2 separate regions of the Capsicum annuum genome follow, and region 1 is linked to region 2. A link is a contact called in public Hi-C data. All regions are on one chromosome and are shown on one strand. Each heading gives the region's core, a stretch centred on a gene start, on an enhancer-like site or on the middle of the called end of the contact. The rest is flanking DNA. Distances are from core to core; before and after follow the strand shown. Region 1 has its middle 6.3 kb from the start of LOC107873015. Region 2 has its middle 100 kb from the start of LOC107873015.

What was found. Hi-C and Micro-C count contacts between places; a contact is called where the count stands out from the background.
Region 1: a contact with region 2 is called in a Hi-C map of pericarp, with 2.2 times the contacts expected there. The contact joins two enhancer-like sites. A contact is called at or near these places in 2 of 5 Hi-C or Micro-C datasets (pericarp and placenta).

The regions. Positions count from the first base shown.
Region 1 is chr6:170,596,325-170,601,841 of UCD10Xv1.1, forward strand. It overlaps the pseudogene LOC107874077. Among protein-coding and RNA genes, the nearest start is that of LOC107873015, 6.3 kb to the right of the region's middle. Within about 2 kb of position 3,882, at least 5 of the 5 cell types and tissues checked have an H3K27ac peak or open chromatin away from gene starts, as enhancers often do. A contact at or near this core is called in pericarp, where this site is marked.
Region 2 is chr6:170,498,685-170,504,192 of UCD10Xv1.1, forward strand. No RefSeq gene overlaps it. Among protein-coding and RNA genes, the nearest start is that of LOC107873015, 100 kb to the right of the region's middle. Within about 2 kb of position 1,392, at least 1 of the 5 cell types and tissues checked has an H3K27ac peak or open chromatin away from gene starts, as enhancers often do. A contact at or near this core is called in pericarp, where this site is marked.

The sequences.
Region 1 (5,517 bases), core at 2,632-5,131, 100 kb after region 2:
TGAAAGGGACATGTTTACATAGATTAAGCATAGATATTGTTTACAAGCACTTGGTCTTGTGTCATTTTTCATTTTATAGATGAGGTTCTCTATGAAATATTTTCATGAAATAAATCATTTAGTTCCATGTGCTGTGTACCATTGTAAAACTGAGAAGTTAACAAGTGAATCAATTTCTAAGCATTACTGAGTGCTTTCAGCTCCGAAGTTTTTCCAATTTTCAATCTCTTCAATGATTGACTTTTGCAACATAGAGGCAACAATTATATTGCCTATGTCAAGTGAAACGGACATTTTATTGCTTCTTCCTGGAATAAAGTGTCAAGTTCATTCCTCTTCTAAGACGAATATAGTGAGATATGCACTTCCTGCCTTAAAATTCTTGAGGTTGATTTGAAGTTTATCCAGTGTGATGCCTAAGTGGTGGCTTCAAGCTTTAGTTCATCCAAATGACAAAACCCTCTAGCTGTTTGAGGTTGAAGCGTGCTCTTCTCATCACTTTGCCTAATCCAACACGGTTTGCTGCCTTCAAACCTTAAGTTGATATATGCTTCCAGCTTTGGCTGCAAAAAGGTAACATCTCTCTTCAAAGGTTAGTTGCCTTTGGTAGTCTTCTCTCTCTAGCATACTGTATATTGTTATGCTTCAGTGGTTAGTTTCTTGTTAGTGCAGTTGAAGGCTTTTGCTCTTTTCTCTGACTTGCGCTTGCCATCCCTTCTCTATCTGATATTGCAGTTTGCCTTCTATTTTTTCTTAATGTTTAAGATGTATATTCTTAAAATCTGGAGACTATTGTCTCAGCTAATGCTCCTTACCAAGTAATACACAAATATGTACACCAGCATGAGATAGGGCAAAGAACATTTGACTCAGTTGGATTTATTTTTGCTACTGATTCAGTTAAATGTTAATTAGCCAATGTTTTCATACACACTTTTGGTATAGAGTACATTTTGTTATTCTTTGTTTGAAAAAGACCAAAATTATAGAAATTAACTCTTTTCCAGTGATTATTTGGGGAAGCTGAATATTGTGAAACTTTGCATCATTGAAGCGATTGTTGTTTAATTACTTTCCAGAAAAGAAGCAGAACATGACAAGAAGGTAGGATAAAAAATAAATAAAAGGAAAGCTATGCCATAGCTTGTAGACTGAAGATAGACGTACAGGTCTGTTTGTGTTGAATTTAGTTACTTGATTTATAGTATTACTCTATCGGTGTCCTTTTTTTTTTTATTATCTAGCGGTATGTTATCCCATTTTGTTGCTTAATTTATGTTTTTTGTTTGTTATACTGTTATTTGTGCTGAGCCGGGGGTCCATTGGAAACAACCTCTCTACTTCATCTGAGGTAGTGCTATGGACTGCGTACACTTACTTTCCCCAGACCCCACTTTGTGGGAATACATTGGGTATGCTGTTGTTGTTCAATTACTGCTAGGCCATTTGAACATAGTTTCACACACTCGAAATGGAAAAGGGTGGAGCTTTTGATATATGCTTGAGATGATATATGCTTGAAACAAAGCAAGGTTCTAAAGAGATTTGGTGGATTAGATGGTTAAAAATGGGAGTTGATATTAGCTCTCATTGTGCTGTTTGCAAGCCTTGATTGTGATGTCCCACAATGTAAGCAGCCACAAGTGTGAAGGCAGCAAAATTCTTCTGAAATTGCTCGCAAAACTTCCTATGTGGAAGTATAATATTCGTATTTTGGGTTTGATGATCATTAATGAACTGTTCTTTTCACACATCTTGTGACATTGTAAACCAGAATGATAGGAAAAAAAGTTGTCACCGCGATGAGATATATTGAACAGCCTGCTGAGGTATGTTGTGGCAGGGGTTGAAACTCAGGGAACTGCATAACTCAGCTCAGAAGAAAGACCTTTAACTGCTTAATTTGGTTCAAAAGAAAGTCTTTTGTAAAATTATGAGCTGTTGGAGCCAAACAGAGTTGTAGATGGATTTTAGCAGTGTGATGTGCTGATTTATCTATTTTGATGTTCAGGTTCATCTGGAAGCCGGTTCAGATGCGCCTCTTAATGTTACATTTATAAGAGCTCCATCAAGTGCGCTATTAAAGGTTGAGGTTCCTCTTGTATTTAGAGGAGAGGATATATCCCGCGGTTTGAAGAAAAGTGAGTAATAGATACATCTGCCTCTTCCATTTTGTAGCTTGCTAAAAGATGTTTATCTTTTGTGAAGCTTTTAATTTTCTTATAATGCTGGTTTGCACAGTGATTTATTGAAACCAGCTTATCATATTTTACACTTGCATCAGTTCTTTATCCGCAGGTATAACTACTGGTTTTCTTGAATTCATTCAATGAATATTTTATGGTTACGATGGACCAAGAAGTTTCTCAAGGTAGAGTGATGGGAGACTAAGGTTCAAATCCCAAAGTAGGTAAAACATGACTGATGATTTCTTGTTATTTGACCAAGTCTTGGTGAGCAGAGGCAAGAAAACCCTACTGGTGTAACATTAATCAGAACTGACAGTCTTACACTATAGATGGAATGTATTATCTGTTGAAACCATCTTTGATCAGATCCTATCATTTTACTATTGGTATGTCAAGTTTTCTTAGACCTCCTGGCTCTCCTTGCATAATTGATGATCAAGGCATTCATTTGATGTTCCTTTAAATTAATTCAACTATTGCACTCTTTTAGTCTTTCAGCGAGTGATTTTGAAAACCTTTGTAGTTACTTCATACCAAGTAGATTGGCTTGAATTCTCTTAGTTCAGCTATGCCTTTCGTTAAGCACAGTGAAGCTCTTCTCAAATCTTCTTTTCAAAGAATTGGTAGAAGTTTAGAGCATCCCATTTCTAAAGATGTACCAAAAATTTTGGTGAAAATCCATAATAAAGCCATAGGGGTAGGTCGATCTCCAGCACTATCATTTATGGTTCAGTCACCTCTTCCTCTCTGGAAAAGACCTTTGTAGCCATCTTCTAATAATATAGTTAGGTCCCAGCATTCCACTTAGGGTCCATCAACTGTAAATTCCATGATGGCTTAGAAGAAACACAATGAATTCTAAAGAGGAAGAGGTTGGGTTAAAGTATTCTAAAATCTTACCTATTAGTACATGCAGGCATATATTATGTCAACCAGACAACCAAAAATGGAACAAGTTACCGATTTTAAAGAAAAAAGGACAATCAAAATGGAACACTGCACCAGCTGCTATTTGTTGAACTGTTTGGATGGAGAGAGATTAGAAGATGTTTTCAACACATGGAGAACAACATTCAGAAGATAAAATCCAAATGTATAGCTTTATTTTGTTTTTGGTGTAAATGAAACAATTGGATGAGGATGAATTTATTCTAGATGTGAGAGAATCACTACCGGTCCCGAAAGGTAGATTTTTGCGAAGTTTCGATTTTGCTGCACATGTACAGATTTTGAAAGCATTTCTTAGAGCTTTTTTTGTGGAGCGGTGGGGGTTCCACTCGGTGTCCGGTACCCACATTGGAGCCTGATTAAATTCGAATTTGCAAAAGAAAGTCCCACATTGGGGGATAAAACTCTCCTTAACAAAGGCAACTCCATGCCCAGGGTACTCGAACTCGAAAATTCTAATTTAGGATGAAAAAGTACTTACCACTCCATCACAACCCTTATTGATGCATTTCTTAGTGCTAATCATTTATAAAATACTTTGCCTTCTCCAAGGAAAACCACAATCAAATTGGTTTTGCATGTAAATAAAAATATTCTGTTAATGGCATATACGAAACATAAAACTTGTTTAATGAGCACAACTCGCTGCTTTTATTATAAATTATTTGCAGTCATTGCAACGTCAATGTATGACTAAGACCCACGGACTTTAACTTGCCTTTCTCCCATCCAACCAAAAAAGGTACTTCTAGAGATTGGAGCAGCTAAAAGGAGGAATAAAGCGTAAAGTGTGTATCTAATCATTACCACACATCTTTTTAATTTTAAATAACGTTAGTCCAATTGATAAATTTCTCTCACAGTGGTGCTTAAAAACATGAGTCGATGATCTGTTTGTGGGGTGTAGGGCATCTGGTCTTTCAAAAAATATATGATATCTGAACCTTAGTGAGCTACATAATTAGTGCTTCTCTTAGAATTGATGGTCATTCAGAAAGAGAGAATCCTTGCTGAATGATAAAATGATGAAAGGAAACACAAATAATATGTGAGGCCATATCCATTCCCTATTTGCTTGCACTTTTGTTTTTATTTATTTATTTTTAATAATCATTGGTTAACCAATTTGGCAGGGTCATATTTGAATATCATCAAGAGAACAGTAAAGTTTCTGTGCCCAGCGGATTTCATCCCCCCCTACATTGACGTTGACTTGAGTGAGTTGGATGTTAACCAAAAGTTGGTAATGGGGTGATCTGAGGGTTCATACAGCTTTGAAGCTTATCCAACCAAAGGATCACCCTGTTGTCAAGATTGCGGGAGCAAGAGTCTTTGATCAAAAGAAATCGAAATAATTTTTATTGAAGCAATTATCTGAAAATCTTAGCAAGCTTATTATGAATTCCACAGCTTGGGACAATGGCATTGCTAAGCTGATGTTATTTACTACAAGATCTTGTTCATTTGTTCTAATTAAAATAGGATAATTAGGTGATGGTATCTCAATTTTGGAATCAGCAGCTGAATTGTATATCAAATTGGTAATGCCCCAATAATTTTTCTCTAATGGGCTGTGAAATTTCAAATCACGACTATGTTCTCTGCTCATCTGCACAGCATCAACTTTATCAATGTGATGTCCTTTTCTTTTTCTTGTACTTGTATTTTTTTTCAACATTTTCTGGTGATCCTTGCAAAGAACCTTTCATGATAAAGATTGGACAAATTTCGAGATAAGTCTTATATACTGCAAAGGATGAAATGCAGAAATCCATCTATTTAAAAAATAGTCAAATTACGAAGTTTTAATTGCATCCAATTAACTATAGATTTTGTTTAGGCTGGTCTGAAGTTGGGTACTCTATAAAGTGTGTTTGGTATGGAGGAAAACATTTTTGAGACAAAGTTTTTCAATTTTCTCAGGTTTGCTAGTGTTTTAGAAAATATTTTCCAAATGAACTTAGCTTCTTCAAGTTTACGGAAAATGACTTCCTTCTTTTAAGAAAAAAGTTCTACTACTTCATACCAAACACAATTTTTAGCCTGACTTCGGACCTCAAAGCTAAAGTTTGAATTTAGGATCTGAATTTAAACTTAATTTTTTAAACTTCAAAACTTAATTATGAATTTAGACTTCGATAGAGTCCAACTTCAGACCTGAAATTTTAAGCAGCAACAACATTTCACTTAAAAGTTTACTTCTCTCTGTAGATAGGGGTACAAGAAGTAGCTACCTTGTGTCATTTTGCACTTGCAACCTTATATTTGATTTTAACTTATAAAATATTCTTTTATTATACGATTTTATAGAGAGTAGATTTTCAGGACAATCATATGAAATTACTAAGTAAGCTCACTTAATTTAATTTTTATTAATAAA
Region 2 (5,508 bases), core at 142-2,641:
CTTATATTTATTAAGTTTCAAATTGAAATTTTTGTCCTTCATTAAAGATTCTACAATATATTTTATTTTAAAAAAAAAAAAATCTTTGAAGTGTTATTATAATGTGTGAAATTTTATAATTAATTAAAGTCCTTATTTGATCTAACTAAGAAATCATAACATTTAATAATACCGGATCAATTAGAATTTACTTCATTTAAGAAAAAGGACTTCAAAAATAAATATACTACCTTTATATCAAACATTTAGCTTTTACTCAAATAATTGTCGCGTCATTATAAAAGCACTAAAAGATGAAATTAAATTCTGCATCGATCAAGATACAAAGTTTCAAGGTAAAGTTTTGAATACTCCTCCATTTCATTTTATTTATCACAACTTAACTTGACGAAAAATAATTAATAAGATATTTACTTTATCATAGTAACCCTATTAAATGATTTTTATATTTTAATTTGAAGAAAAAATAATTAATATTAAGGGTAAAAAAAAAAAATTCTTGATATATCAAAAATAACAAGTAAAAGAGCAATACAATTAGGAAATTTGTGACAAATAAAAGTGAATTGAGGAAGTACATAACCAGAAAACAACAAGATCTCTGTCTTTTTTTGGAAACACAAACAAAATAGTTAGACGTGGGGAAAAATAGAAAATAAGTTTAATTAAAATGTGTAATATTGACTTCCTTTATAAAAAATGTTGCTCCTCATTTATTTTTTATATATGATTGGTTTAGGATTCTAGAAAATAAAATTTATACATATTACCCTATGAATCTGATGTTTAAAAACTCATATAATGAAATTAATAATTAGATTTTCTTTTACTTCTATATGTAATTAGGGGTGAACACGGACCCAACATGATGCATGTAAAGAAAAATTAGATGCAATGCATTAATGTATAGAACAAATTATTTACTTAATAGTATATATTACGAAGTCAAATTTTATAAGAGATTATGTACATTTTATTTATATAGATAATATAGATAGTAAAAAGTTGTGCATTCTTAGCTTGAGATGGAACCTGTTGCATAATAAAATTGAGAAGGATTAGTATTTTGATGAACATATTTTTTAAAAAAATGTAATGTGACTTTTTGTGGTCTCAAAAAGCAGAATAAGAAAAAAAAGAAGTTTTATAAAGTACATCATCATTTTCAGTAAAGATATAATTCAATTGGACAGCTTTACTAATCAATTATTGTTACTACGTTAAAGTTTTTCTATAGGAATCAAACCTTTTCGATATTGTCAAAGAATCAAACACAGTTATTTTACATCAATCTTAAACTTCTACTGTTTACGAATGTGACAATGAGGAAGTTATGTTACATCAATCTTGAACGTCTATATAGTGTATGATATCATAAAAGAAACAGTAGCTTGTACAAAGACCAATCCTAAGAGCAGCCGTTTTTTGTGAAAACTAAATAACTACCAGCCACCACAACACTTAACAATACAAAACTAAAAATTCTCTAAGTTAAAAATTTCCCACGATCTGTAAGTGTGTACAAATTAAATGAAAGACTGCAACCAGAAAAAGATTACATGAAAGTCACCTAACATTATTAAAGTGATAACCTTAAATTCAGTTACTATGAAATTGATTAGTCCTTTTACAAGCTCCTTTTCATAATTTAATTATAAACCAACCAAACGTTATCAAATTTGAATATGACATTTCACTGAAAAATAATTTGACTCAGCTAATACATATTCAGAAAATATATACCTCTTAGAGTAGCAATTTAAGAAAGTAGGGGGGGGGGGGGGGGGGGGGAGTCAGCATACTGTTATAACTTTTATTTATTTAAGTCTAAATACGTTATATGAAAAACGATAACTGCGGCTTGCTCAAGGGTTTGAGCACAAAAAATTAATGAGAACACTATTGATTCTCTAACAAAAATGCTGAGGGGAAAATATAGTTCAAATTTCCATGTATTTTTCTTTGAACATCCTAAATTGATCTATTCAAAACTATTCTAAACAACCCATACAAGTTTTAAAGAACGCAAAGATACAACCAATTAAATCGACAAGCATATGATTTTCTTACTACATAAGTACACAACATAAAATATATGTAAAAAGAGGATAATTCTCGTTATTCTCATGTATTTTTGTCACAGAATAAAAACGAAACGTAAAACATAACTTTAAATAAATACATAAATAACAGAGGTGAGAAAGACACATTAAAGCTCCCATCTTTAAAGCAACATGTGAATCAACATTATATAAAGACTAACTAAACAAAACACACAATTTTGCTTATTTTTCTAATTAAAGTAACGATATTGAATAGGGATTATTTTATTTATTTTCAGAGTCGTCATTTGGAATTGAATTATGGTGTTCCAAGTCACCTTATGAATCCCTAGTCAAAAGAAAATGACTCTTTTATTTTGGTCTGTGAAAACAGAAGACTGGGTAAGAAATTCTGTTAACCGAAGGGAAGATGTGAGGCACCCTTCGAGTCCCGTGGTTCTAGCACGGTCGCTTTTATTGACTTATCTTGACTTAAATTATTTTAATAAAATATGTTAAGGCATAAAATCGCTCATTTTTAATTATATCAAAAACTTGTCTATTATCTTATGTTAAATAAGTCGGTGAAAAGTTAATTTTAGAAAATATTTGTCAAAGTGCATTATTGTATCTGTATGCCGCATTCTTAATTAAGAAGACTATTTTAAACGTGTCTAAAGCTCGTCTAGCGTTAAAAACATTTGTTTCATCTCACACAAACTTGAGACAATTTTCTAATCCATTTTCTTCCTTTTTACTCTTTATTTTGTAACGAGTTTTGAATTATTCCACAACTCGTCTCACTTCCTCACAAATGGGTCTTTCCTCTCTTTTCTTTTTCTTTATGCGATAGAATTTAGATTAAATTCGTATCCCATTTTTTCAAGTCTAAGTAAGCACCTAACATGTTTAAAAGTCTACCCAACTCAATTATATCGACTTCAAATGGTATGTTTATTTATTATAACTCTTATCACTTTATGCTTATCATTTTAGTCAGACAGATTACAAGCAAAAAAAAAAAAATTTAGTCATGTTATCCGATAGAGAAAACTAAACCATTATATGTAATGTCATTTTTCGGAATCTTTTAGAAGTCAGAAGTTGACTTCAAAAATAAGAAATACCAAGTAAATTTTAATGGTGGATGTATATAATTTACATGAATCATTTTTCAAGAAATCTCTATAAATCATTTCCATCTCAGACCAAAAGAAATTACATAGTGAAAACACATAGTGACTAAGCAAATTGAAAGATAAGAAATACTAAGATAACCAACATTTCAACCACAACCATTTTCCATGCACCTTTCCTGTTGCTAACTGTTCGTCACCCATTATTCATTGAAACTTATAGCAGAAAAATTGTGCGTCTCAATTTTGTTTTTGTACTTCGCTTAATTATTTTTAAAAAAAAAAACATTAAATAAAATTGACTATTAACAGAACACCACCTTAATCTACACAGAAACAAGACAATCCTAGCCATTTTAGCAAAACCCTAGAAAGGATTTTGACCCTACCCTACAGTACTACATGATAGAAAGTAAAAGTTTCATTTTACCTAATTCCTATTCCCATAACTTCAACTTGCAAACCATTATTCCGTCCTCCTATATCTACTTTCTATATCAGCACACCTTTTCTTTTTTATATAAAAAAAATTAAATTAATAAACAGAATAGCAGTGTCACCATAGCACTATTTAAGAACTAATATATTTTGAGAAAAACACATTAAAAATAACCATGAATAATAATAAGAATAAGTAAATTAAAACGAAGTGAATAACTTATCTTTTCTTTTTATCATTAGTAACTAGAAGGTCAAACAAAATACACAATATATAAATCCTTAACTTCTTCAATTTGATTAAATAACTAAATATGGACATTTATGTTGAGAAATATATTCAAACGAAAATATGTCACCTAACATGAACACACTTAGTTAATTACGAATACCACATCGATTACACAATATAAAAAATAGTCACAAGTAAATAACAAACAACAATAAAAGAGATTTTATATACTAAACAGTGCATGAAATTATTTAAAATATTTTTTTTATTCATCATGAAACTTATAAAAATAATAGTATAGGGATTAAATAAAAATCTGTAGGACAAACTATATTAATTACAAAAATAAGAATGCCGCCACTGAAAACTCGAACAAAGGCCCGAACTCAAACTCGCCATTTCTTTTCTTCCCTTTGTCTTATTTGTTTCTAATCTTCTCTAAATTCTTTTTCTCTAACCTTCTTTTTTCTCTGTTTTCTTCTTTTTGCCACATTTTTTTCTCTCTTTTTTTTTTCTCTGTTCAGGTTTTTATTTTTATTTTTTTTGTTTTGGGTGGAAAGGTTTTTATTTTTATTTTTTTTGTTTTGGGTGGAAAGTCCTTAAATAGGAGGATTTTGGGGGAGTAGTTTGGGCAGTTTAGAATTCAAATTTTGAATTTTTTTTTTTTAGGATAATGATCTCTTCTTTTTTTTTTTTTTATAAATAAATAAAGTATATATAAAATAAATAATAATAGTAAAAGAATATTAACTAATTAATTTTTTTATATTTAATAAAAATATAACTAACTTAAAATAAAATATAACTAACTTATTTATCAAAATCAAAATTAAAAAATATATATTTTTGAAAAATTTTCGTATTATTTTTAAAATAAATAATAAAAATATCTTAAAATGTAACTTTATTTTTTGAATGTTTTTCACAATTTTTCAAATGAAATTTACTAAAAATGAAATAAGAACTAAAGATAATATTTTGACATAAATAAATATTTAATGTTAAAAATAGGTCAAAATTCGAAAGGATCAAAAATCACGCGTCTACACAAAATACCACTAATAAACATGATAAAAAATCATTAACTTTGAAGCATAACAAACAACTTTATGAAAATACATAATTTATGGAGTTAAAAAGAACACATTAAATTCGTCATCTTTGAAGCAACACACAAACCTCTAATCATAAAAGCAAAATCCCACTAACGAACACGATAAAAGACGATTAACTTTGGAACTCAACAAACAACCTCGTACAAATACACAAATTATGGAGTTAAAAAGGATACATTAAAGCCCTCGTGTTTGAGGCAACATATTACTAATGAACATGATAAAAGACTTAACTTTAAAGCTAAGCGCACAACTTCAGGCAAATATATAAACTATGGATGTAAAAAAGGAGTTGAGATACCAGTGAAAGAGACAAGTGCAAACAGCAAAAACAGTGATGCAAAGAAACAAGAAAGTAGCCATTTTCTCAATTTTGTTACTCCTAGTATAGATTTTGATGAAGCGTACTCTGGTATTATTGAAGTGAATTAAAGTCCCACAATAATTGAAAAATGAATTGACGGTCTTTTTATATGGATACGTGCAATCTTACTCTCATAAGATAACTTTTGAGATTAGATTACACCCAAACACCATATCTTTAC